2 separate regions of the Mus musculus genome follow, and region 1 is linked to region 2. Evidence: chromatin contacts called from public promoter capture Hi-C data. All regions are on one chromosome and are shown on one strand. The core of a region is the stretch at or near the end of the contact, and the rest is flanking DNA. Distances in the headings are between cores, read along the strand shown. Region 1 overlaps Ctbp1 (C-terminal binding protein 1). Region 2 holds the start of Spon2 (spondin 2, extracellular matrix protein).

Region 1 (4,295 bases), core at 1,012-3,511, 36 kb after region 2:
CAACATTCATGTCAAGCAGCTTAGAACCACATTTAACTCTAACTTCAGAGGAATCTGACACTTCCGGCATTTGTGAACACCTGTACTCATATGAACATACCTCTTCCCACACACACACACATACAATAAGAAATAAATCTTGAAAGAAAAAATAATCTAGCAGCAGAGAGGGTACACTGTATGCAATGTATCTGCCACCTTCCTGGCCCAACTGCACAAATCCACATCAGGTGTCATCTGAGGCAAGCCTGGCTCTGTCGTGGGAGCCACAGGCTGAAGGGCATAGCATGGGGACAGCTCCATATATCCACACATCAACAACATGCTGGATACAGATGGAGCAGACAGCTGATAAGAGAATGCTGGGGACATAAGCCTCTCCTGCAGCATCCATCAAGAGACAAAGTTAATACCCACCAGGAAAAGAGCAAAGAGAACAGTCAGGCATGTTGGCAGGACACAGGCAGCTTTAAAGAGGTTAGCCAGGACAGCCTCCCCAGGAAACTCAAGTTTGCAGGAGACACAAAGGTGATGGGAGCAAGTGTGAAGACGCCACTAGAGCATCAGGACCAAGAGGGAGGGCAGGGCCCACCAAGGCTCTAAGTCCCTCCCAATGACTCTACAGGATTATGGCACAGAAGACAGGGAAGGTGCGTCAGGAGGGCCATGAAGGAATGCTAAAGCCAAGGGACACAGCAGTCACAGGCCAGGAGGGAGGCCTCTGCAGAATCCAAGTAGACTGACAGAGGGTCACAGAGAAGCTTTTAATACAGGACAGCTGCTGCTGAGAATGTGAGCAGTAGAGACCTGGAGAAAACCTCCCCATTGTGAAAGCTGGGGGCTGCCCTGAAAATGGGCAGAGGGCGCTCAAAGAGAGTTGTTTCCTGAGGTACCCAAAGCTGTCAGACAGCACCACCCCAGCACAGATATCCCTAACAGCACAGAACAATAATTTTAGGGATAAATGTCACTTACTTTGGCCTCTACTATTTCTTTCTAGACGAGACTAAGTATACCACAAACACTCTAACAGATAAGAGTAAGAACAAGCATATCCACAGACAGCCCAGCCAATGGGATCAGCTGGGAGGACTTCTGATACCTGCTGGGAACACGTGACAGCATCAGAGGCACATGTGAAAAACTGGAGAGGACAGTCAACTGTAGCAGAGAAATGGTCCTTACAAAAGACCCAGTCACCTGTTCGAGAGCTGGAAAAGCTATAAAGAATTCTGCAATGAAGAATCTATTAGAAGATCTAATACCAAAGACAGAACAGCAGCCAATAGAAATGACTCAAACTAAAGCAGAGAGAAAAATGCAGTTTATAAAGCACTGACCATCACAGCTAATGTCAAAGAGGCAAGAACAAAAAATGGTAGCAAGTGTGGCCCAGCAGGGTGTTGAGAAATGCCTGGAGAACCTGCAAACCAGGATCTAGGGAAACTGCAGTATAGCTCAAATATGCAAAGGCCAACTGTGTTTCTAAACACTACAGGAAATTAAAAACACAACTTGTTAACAGTAGTTATCCCTAAAACCAGGCTGGAGGGGTGGTACTTAGGTCCTATCACCAGCACTGAGGAAAGCACAGTAACAGGTTTTACAAACGCTGTACAAACATTGTGTATTGATCACTACAGAACTCTACTAAGAGAAATCAAAACATGAAATAATAGGATTATGTAATGTCTTGAGGACATGGTAAATTTTAGAGACCAGACTCTCACACCACCACAAGGACTAAACAAAACACAAACTGATGAGCTGATTCTAAAGTCAAACTATCAGAAATGAATGACATGGCCAGGTGTGGTGGTGCACACCTTTAATGACTTTAATTTCAGCACTTGGGAGGCAAAGGCAAGCACCTACGTGAGTTCAAAAAAGAATCTTAAACAACCCCTTACACTAAAAGAAAGAAAAAGAAATGAATGATATGGATGATGGTTTGAATAAAAATGGACCCCATAAGACTATAGGGAGTGGCACTATTAGTTGCCTTGTTGGAGGAAGTGTGATTCAGTCTCTTCCTGCTGCCTTCTGATCAAGATGTGGAACTCTCAGCTCCTTCTCCAGCACCATGTCTGCCTGCATAAACCCTTGAACTATAGGGCAGCCCCGACTAAATGTTTTCCTTTAAAAGAGTTGCCATGGTCATGATGTCTCTTCACAGCAACAGAAACCCTAAGACAGACGTTGGAAATGGGGACTGTGATATTGCTGTGATAGGCTGGTCCATGATTTTGTTTGAAGGAATGTGGACTTTGGATTAGAAAAACAGTGGAATGCTTTAAGCATTGCTTAATGGGTCACACTAGTAAGAACATGGAAGGAAGTGGTGCTGGGGGGTGCTGGGGGGTAAATTGAACTGTAGGGCCCTGGCCTAAGAGGTTTCAAAAGATAAGAATTTTAGTATGTGGCCTAGAGATTGTTCTTGTGATATTTTGACAAAGAATAAGGCTACTTTTTGCCTTTGTCCAAAAAGTCTGCCTGAAGCTAAATTGAGTATTTATGGATTAATTAAGTTGGCAGAGGATATCTCAAAACCGCCTAGTATTGACTCTATCCTGGGGTTCTTAGTGCTCTTATGGAAATCTGTAATGAAGAGACACAAGCTGAGCAAGGAAAAAATACAAAATGTACAATTTGAGGAGGAAAGGAACACCAGACTGTATCTTGTGAAGTGGACTCAGTCATGTCATATGATGTTTTTCTGAAATTGTCTTATGAGAAAATGCTTGACTGAGAATAGACACATGGTGCTTTTCTGGAAGCAGCTTGAAAAAGGGCATGTGATGTTTTGCTGGAGCAGACACTTAAGAGGAACCATGATATTTGGAAAGGGTATAAGGATGATTCAGCAGACAGTGGACAAAAGTATGGTATTGGTTCACTTTACTGGTCTTCATTGGGCTTTGCTGATGCTGCTCTTTACTGACGATGCTGTGGCATTGGTTTGCCTTGCCCTCTTTGCTGATCATCTTTGTTGTGACTTCATAGAGAAAAATGTACCAGAGACCTTCTGGTGATGTTCTGGCAGCTTCTTGCTGCTTCCATGGACTCAGGCCAATTGGCAAAGTCACGTAGTTTCTTCTGGATGGAACTGCTGATTCGTGAATGGTGTTTGCAAGTGGACTGAGCTACCACTGCTGATTCTCGTGAACTGAACTGCTGATATCCTGACAGCGAAGATTGCAATCACCCCAAAGAACTATTTCTAAACAGGCCCACATCCTCCTTTGCTCTATGAACCTTTCCTTTCCACTCCCTCTGGTGGGTGGTGGGCTAGAAGGAAAGTTAAAGCAGTTAAGAACCCTAATTAGAGTAGGTTTTGAAAAATCTAAGCCTACAATCATGTGTTCAAGAAGATACACAGATTAAAGAAAAGCCTGATATTAAATGGAATAGAGGGAGTAGTGACCTCAGGGCAAGACTCCACCCAGCTAAGTTTCCAATTTGTGGAAAGGAATTGATGAAAAGTTCATGTCTAAGCATGATGGTGCACACCTTTAATCCCAGCACTGAGGAGCCTGAAGCAAGCAGACTTCAGAGTTCAAGGACAGCCTGGTCTACAAAGCAAGTTCCAAGACAGCCAAGATTAAGTAGTGAAGGAAATTGTCAAAACCAGAAAGCTAATAAAGATGTAATTAAATGAAGGGGCCATGCTTCAACCCCAGTAAGCAGCAGAACTTGGCAGCTTTCAGACACATGGTTCTGAGTTTAAGAGTCAAAGATAGAAAAAAGGGGTTATGGAATCTCCCTCCATGACTAAGAAAGCTACTTAGGCCAGGAATATCCCTGCATGGGGGCCTAGAGAGGGCTACGGAGAAAGAAGCATCATTGTATAGATCAAAGAGAACTGGAGAAAGGAAACACAAGTTTGTTTGAGAATGCACTATGGGTGCTAATCTGAGTGATCTCAACTTGGTTATTGGGGGGGGCGGGAACAAGAGAAGGAGAGAGATTGAGAGTGATTTATTTCTGGACTGACAGATACTACTGTACACTGGGAGTTGGGGTCCAAAAGAGCTAGCAAAATCCAAAAGCGTTTCAATGTCTTTAAAGAAAGTGATGCCTGTTGTGGTGGTCTGAATGAGAGTGGCTCCCATAGGCTCATATATTTGAATGCTTGGTCACCAGTTCATGGAACTATTTGGGAAGGATTAGGAGGTGTGTCATTGGGGGTGGGCGTTAAGGTTTCAAAACCCCACACCACTCCCAGCTTGCTATCATGTTAACATTTATTCATTTTGTCTCTGTCTCCGTCTCCCCGTGTCCCCGTGTCCCCATGT
Region 2 (4,703 bases), core at 643-3,142:
TCTTGTGGGATAGTTGCAAAGTTAGGGGAGGAGAAGGTGAAACCACTGTCGGTCCCTGCATCGTGTGGATAAAGATCCAGGACCACCTGCTCCTTCCAGCGGCCTCCCTCACACAGGTCCAGACTGTCGATGCCCACAAACCAGTCAGGGCTGGGGACAATGCGTACCACGAAGGACACCTGGATGGGACCAGAAGACTTAGCAGCTGCAGCCATCGGGACATACCCTCTCCCAGGCTAGCCACAACTTACCAGCGAGTGCCTAGGGTGCACCTCTAACTCTGTGGAAGTCTGCCCGGTACCGCTAGGGATGGCAGGAGCTGAGAACACTGCGTGCACACTCTGAAGTTTCTCTCCTGCAGCTTCGATCTCCTTCATCAGTGCCCAGGCCTCACCACGCTCAGCAAAGTCCCTCAGCCCATTGCTGACATACTCATTCTTCCGCCACATGCTGTAGTCAGAGCTGTGAGCTGCCCCTGTGCAAAGGCCTGACTGCATGAGTATCCAGCGGGGTGGACAGCAGCAGGGCTATAGACTTTAATCCCACGGGGCTGTCCCCAGGGGACACATGTCCCTCTCCCCCTGCCCCCGCCCCCTCCCCAAATATCAGCTCCCTGACTGAATGGTAAGGAGCCACATCCACTTTGAACACAGAGAGACCGTAACATCCTTCACACTTATGTGGCTAAGACGCCTGGCTGGGTGACTGGTGTCCCCAGCTTTCCCGCAGCTACTGTGCCCTCCAACAGCCACTGGGACAGTGGGTATTTAGCAAGGGCTTCCTGTGTTGGATGTTTCTCAGATGACAGTGACTTGTACTGTGTGCTGTGAAGCCAGCAGGTACTGCTTCCTGCCCTGTAGCCTCCAGGATGAGGCAGAAGGAGGAAAGGTGCCCTTACCCAGCAGAGAGGACCACTGTGCAGGGGGCCGGAACAGGGGGTACTGCTTGGGAAATGCTGTCTGGCTCCACTTGCCAATGAAAGTGATGCTGTATCTAGCCAGAGGCCGGGCTGTACAAACCGATTCTCCCCCCAGCGGCTGGCTCGTGGTGGAGCCTATCATGGCCAGGAGGAAGACCCAAAGAGCTCTGCCCAGGGCAAGACTCACGTTTTCCATCACCTACAGCAGAGGGAGAGAAGAGTTGGCACCTTTAGTCCCAGGGCCCCTGTCCACGGAGCCCCAGGAGAGAACAGAACGAGCTCCCAGAGTGAGATGCCTGCAAACACACCGTTTGGTCCCCAGAATGTCCTTCGAGAGTTTCCCAGATGCCGCCCAGTGAAAAGGGCACCAGGTACGTGGCCGGTTTCACTGCTTGTCTGCAAGAATGTCAGTGTAACTTGTGAACTACAGCCCCCAGGACTGTAGTCCAAGGGACAAAAGGTCAATGGGTTTACAATTATCTCTGTCACACACCTCCTGGCCGCTCTACATTGTGTCCCCTGCACTGTGAAGTGCGCCTGGCTTGTACACTTCATGGACTAGCTGTGCATGGGGCTAGATTAGCAAAGCTGAGGTCATGCCCAGCCCCCAGGGTAGTCTCTGAGTGTTACAGATTGCTGTTCCAGGAGCCCCAGGCCCTCTTGAGATGTGAACAACCACTCACCTGGCAAAAGCGTCAGAGGCAGGCTGCTGGGCTTGTCAGCTGGAGGATTGGTCCCAGAGCTCCCAGATCCTATGTGTGCCCAAGGTTAGTGCCTCTGGCCAGCAGATAGGCCCCAGCTCTTCCTGTCTTCTGCCTCAGTGCCTGGTCCCAGAAAGTGCCAGAAGGGGCTTGAGACAAGGAAGCAAGAGGTTTTCCTGCTGCAGGGGTTCTCTGCTCAACCTTCTCACTAGTTCTGACTGCTGTGACCTGCTCCAAGTTGAGCTCACTCTCCGCCCCCTCGGGCTAACTGCTGCCCTGCCGCACCCCTTTCTTTGTCTTTCCCTCTCCCTTCCCTCTCTCCGCCCTCCTCCCTCCTCTCACAGGCTGTCTCTGGGTGGTGCTGCAAGGGGCTCTGTGTTCAGAGATAGGAGTCTGGGGCCAGAGGCCACATTGGTGCCCTGTCTGAACTTTGCCACAGATGTGGTCGAGATGTGACCCACATTTCTCCACTTGACAAATGTGTGTGTGTGTGTGTGTGTGTGTGTGTGTGTTGGGGTGCTGAGGAGCCCCAGATCTACCAGCTTAGCTGTAAAAGGCTTTGGGGCTCTGGGTTTCAGCCAGCCAGACACCTCTTTCTCATAGGGGTCTGAGGGCCCACTTGGCCAGCCGAAGGAAAGCAGCTCGGGGATTTCAAGCTGCTCCTTGGTCCACCTCCTCCCAGCTTCCAGGCCTCTGGTGTTCCTTTGGACTGGGTAGTAGATTCTGATGTTTACTGCAGTGCAGTGTCAGGGAAATACTCTCAAAACTACTGAGGAAGCCTAAGAACTAAGTAGAAAGAAGAGTGGAGAGAGACGACAAACGCAACCTCTGCCGGGTCCCCCACGTACCAAAATATCCAGGGAGCTGCTCCAAGACACATTCTGGGTTTTGGACCAAGTTAATGTTTCACTGTCAGACAGACAGTGAGAGAGAATAAATAGAATCTGCGAAGCTCAAATGCAAACAAAGAGAATGACTTCACCCTCATTTCAAATAAATAAGGCAGCCACATAGCGGCAACTGTGGACATAGCATTTAGGCACCAGGCCTAGAGACCAAAGACAGACTGCCCCAGAACGTCTCAAGCTGCTGGTGAAAGTCACCAAGAAGCCTAAAGCTTCTGTGGCTGTAGCTACCCGTGTGCAACTCACTTACAATAAGCAAGCTAGCCTGTGTTAACAGCAGTTGCTCAATGGCTTAAGCTGAGCAGCTGTAGGTCGCACATCGAGTAGCGATGTGGCATGGCTTGTCAGCAGTACATATTCCCACCGTGTGGCCAGAGAGAAGATGGTCGAACTGCTGTATCTACTACAGCTCATCCAACCGATGCAGAAGGAAGCCATGACGACAATTAAGCCTGCGTAAACACTAGAACAAGGACTTTCTTCCCCTTTTCAGATAAAGGCGCCCTAAGGCAGCTTAGAAAATCCCACTATGCCTCAACGGACAATGGGCGTAGACAGACGCTCTTATGAAATGGACTTGGCCCTGTGGACCCCGAGGGATCTTTACTGTTGACCTTTCATTCAGAGGCCTGCTCTCCTCTAATTTGCCTTGTGCTCTGTGACTAGCTATGGACCATGCTTGTCATAGGATCCAGGTTTCTCACATCTGGCAAGAGTTCCAGAGCTTCAGGGACCAGGATGCTCACAGTGTTACTGGAGAGGGGATGCAGGAGCCAGTGCTGATTGTGCTATGTGTTTTTGTGTGTGTGTGTGGGGGGGGGGGTCCTTAGAGCAGTCATAGATCTGTACCTAGAGCTAGCCAGGCCAATGTCCACCTACCAGAGCTTAGGCTCCTAGGAAGAGGATACTAAATGACTCCAGCTCAGCCAAGAGTCACTGTGGGCAACTTCAGTCCAGATCCCTATGCCCAGCGTAGCCCCTAAGGCTCACTGTATTCCAAACGACAAGGTAGTCATCAACAGCCCCAGCCCAGGGCAGCAGAAAGCTTCTCTCTCAGCCTCAAGTCCATGAAGTGACTTGGGTAGCCACTGATTTGGCAATGAGAACAAGCCAAAGCCAGACACCTCCAAACAGAGTGGCCACCGCCAAGCCAGGGTTGCCCCAGGAGGGCTGGGCAGGAGGCTAGCCAGGCAAGAAATTCCTTTAGTGGTGGCAGTGTCCCCTAAAAAGGAAAATCCCTGAGCATGTTCATGGACATGATGGGACACGGGGAGGACTTGGCCACAGTGTAACAATGGTTCTTTCAGGGCTTATATCCCTCCTTAGGTGTGGCACAGGCTCCTAGGCCTGACCTGGGCAGAGACATGCTCCCAAGTCACATCTGCTGACTCAAGCTTGGGATCCCCACCCATAGCATGGCTGTCTCCTGTGGTGCACGCAGGCTTCGGGCATGCCTGGCTGCCAGGTGTCCCAGCTATGAGTTAAAAACTCACCCTCAGATACCATACCCGCAGGCACCCACCGACCCACACTCCATTGCTCACCGGCTCCAACCTGGCTCCATGATGCATGCTCTCTATACAAATGCTTTCAAGAGTCCAGCCTTGGGCAGTATTCCCAGAATGGGGCTACCAGACTGGCTCCCTCGTGAGCTCCCCTCCCCCTCTCTACTGGGCACTGGACAGTCCCAGCACTGGGCCTTTGCTTACAGTCCCTCTACCTAAAGAGAGCTCTTCCAAGCTGGCTTTGGGTCTCAGGGAAAGCTCGGCAGTCATCCAACCCAGAGTAGCATCTGCTCGCCCACACTAGCCTTTCAGCCCACTTCACGACTACTTTCCATCTCCTGCAGAGAGGGAAAGCCATCCCAGCCCCGTAAGCAGCTTGAGTTTTACTGCAGGATGTTATGTGCTCACAGAGGCATGAGTAGGCTGAGGGCAGACTCTGGACTAGGCTTCTGGGCACAACTTCTAGAGCTATGCAATTAGCTGGGCTGCAAAGTTGGCTGCTAGACCAACCCGCTCAGGAACTTGTCCCACGGGGCATTGCTGCCTTCCTCCCTTCTGTTCTCCCTCCCTCCTTTCCTGTCTCCCATGTCAGTAATCTGGGTCAGATTTCAAATAGCACCCTCTGACTCAGGACCTGAACTCTATCCAGTGAGCAAGGCCTGGCTTCAGCTTT

What was found. Promoter capture Hi-C pulls out the DNA fragments that hold promoters and counts their contacts.
Region 1: a promoter capture Hi-C map of liver shows a contact between it and region 2, with 1.8 times the contacts expected there. The contact joins the enhancer-like site here to the promoter of Spon2 in region 2. A contact is called at or near these places in 5 of 39 promoter capture datasets (HPC-7-derived erythroid cells, liver, neural stem cells and 1 more), 6 of 15 datasets of contacts at CTCF or cohesin (the G1E-ER4 cell line, the NIH/3T3 cell line, embryonic stem cells and 1 more), 107 of 484 Hi-C or Micro-C datasets (3T3-L1-derived adipocytes, the AML12 cell line, B cells and 61 more), 10 of 115 datasets of contacts at active chromatin or transcription factors (the NIH/3T3 cell line, astrocytes, cardiomyocytes and 5 more) and 4 of 9 other capture datasets (adipose tissue, embryonic stem cells, liver and 1 more).

Annotation. Positions count from the first base shown.
Region 1 is chr5:33,251,535-33,255,829 of GRCm38.p6, forward strand. The region is part of intron 5 of Ctbp1 (C-terminal binding protein 1); the gene reads right to left. Among named protein-coding and RNA genes, the nearest start is that of Ctbp1, 21 kb to the right of the region's middle. Within about 2 kb of position 2,262, at least 5 of the 459 cell types and tissues checked have an H3K27ac peak or open chromatin away from gene starts, as enhancers often do. A contact at or near this core is called in liver, where this site is marked.
Region 2 is chr5:33,216,346-33,221,048 of GRCm38.p6, forward strand. It overlaps Spon2 (spondin 2, extracellular matrix protein), which reads right to left and starts at 1,893. Exons shown (of 6, transcript NM_133903.3): 1 at 1,603-1,893; 2 at 899-1,118; 3 at 252-475; 4 at 1-179. The coding sequence starts at 1,115.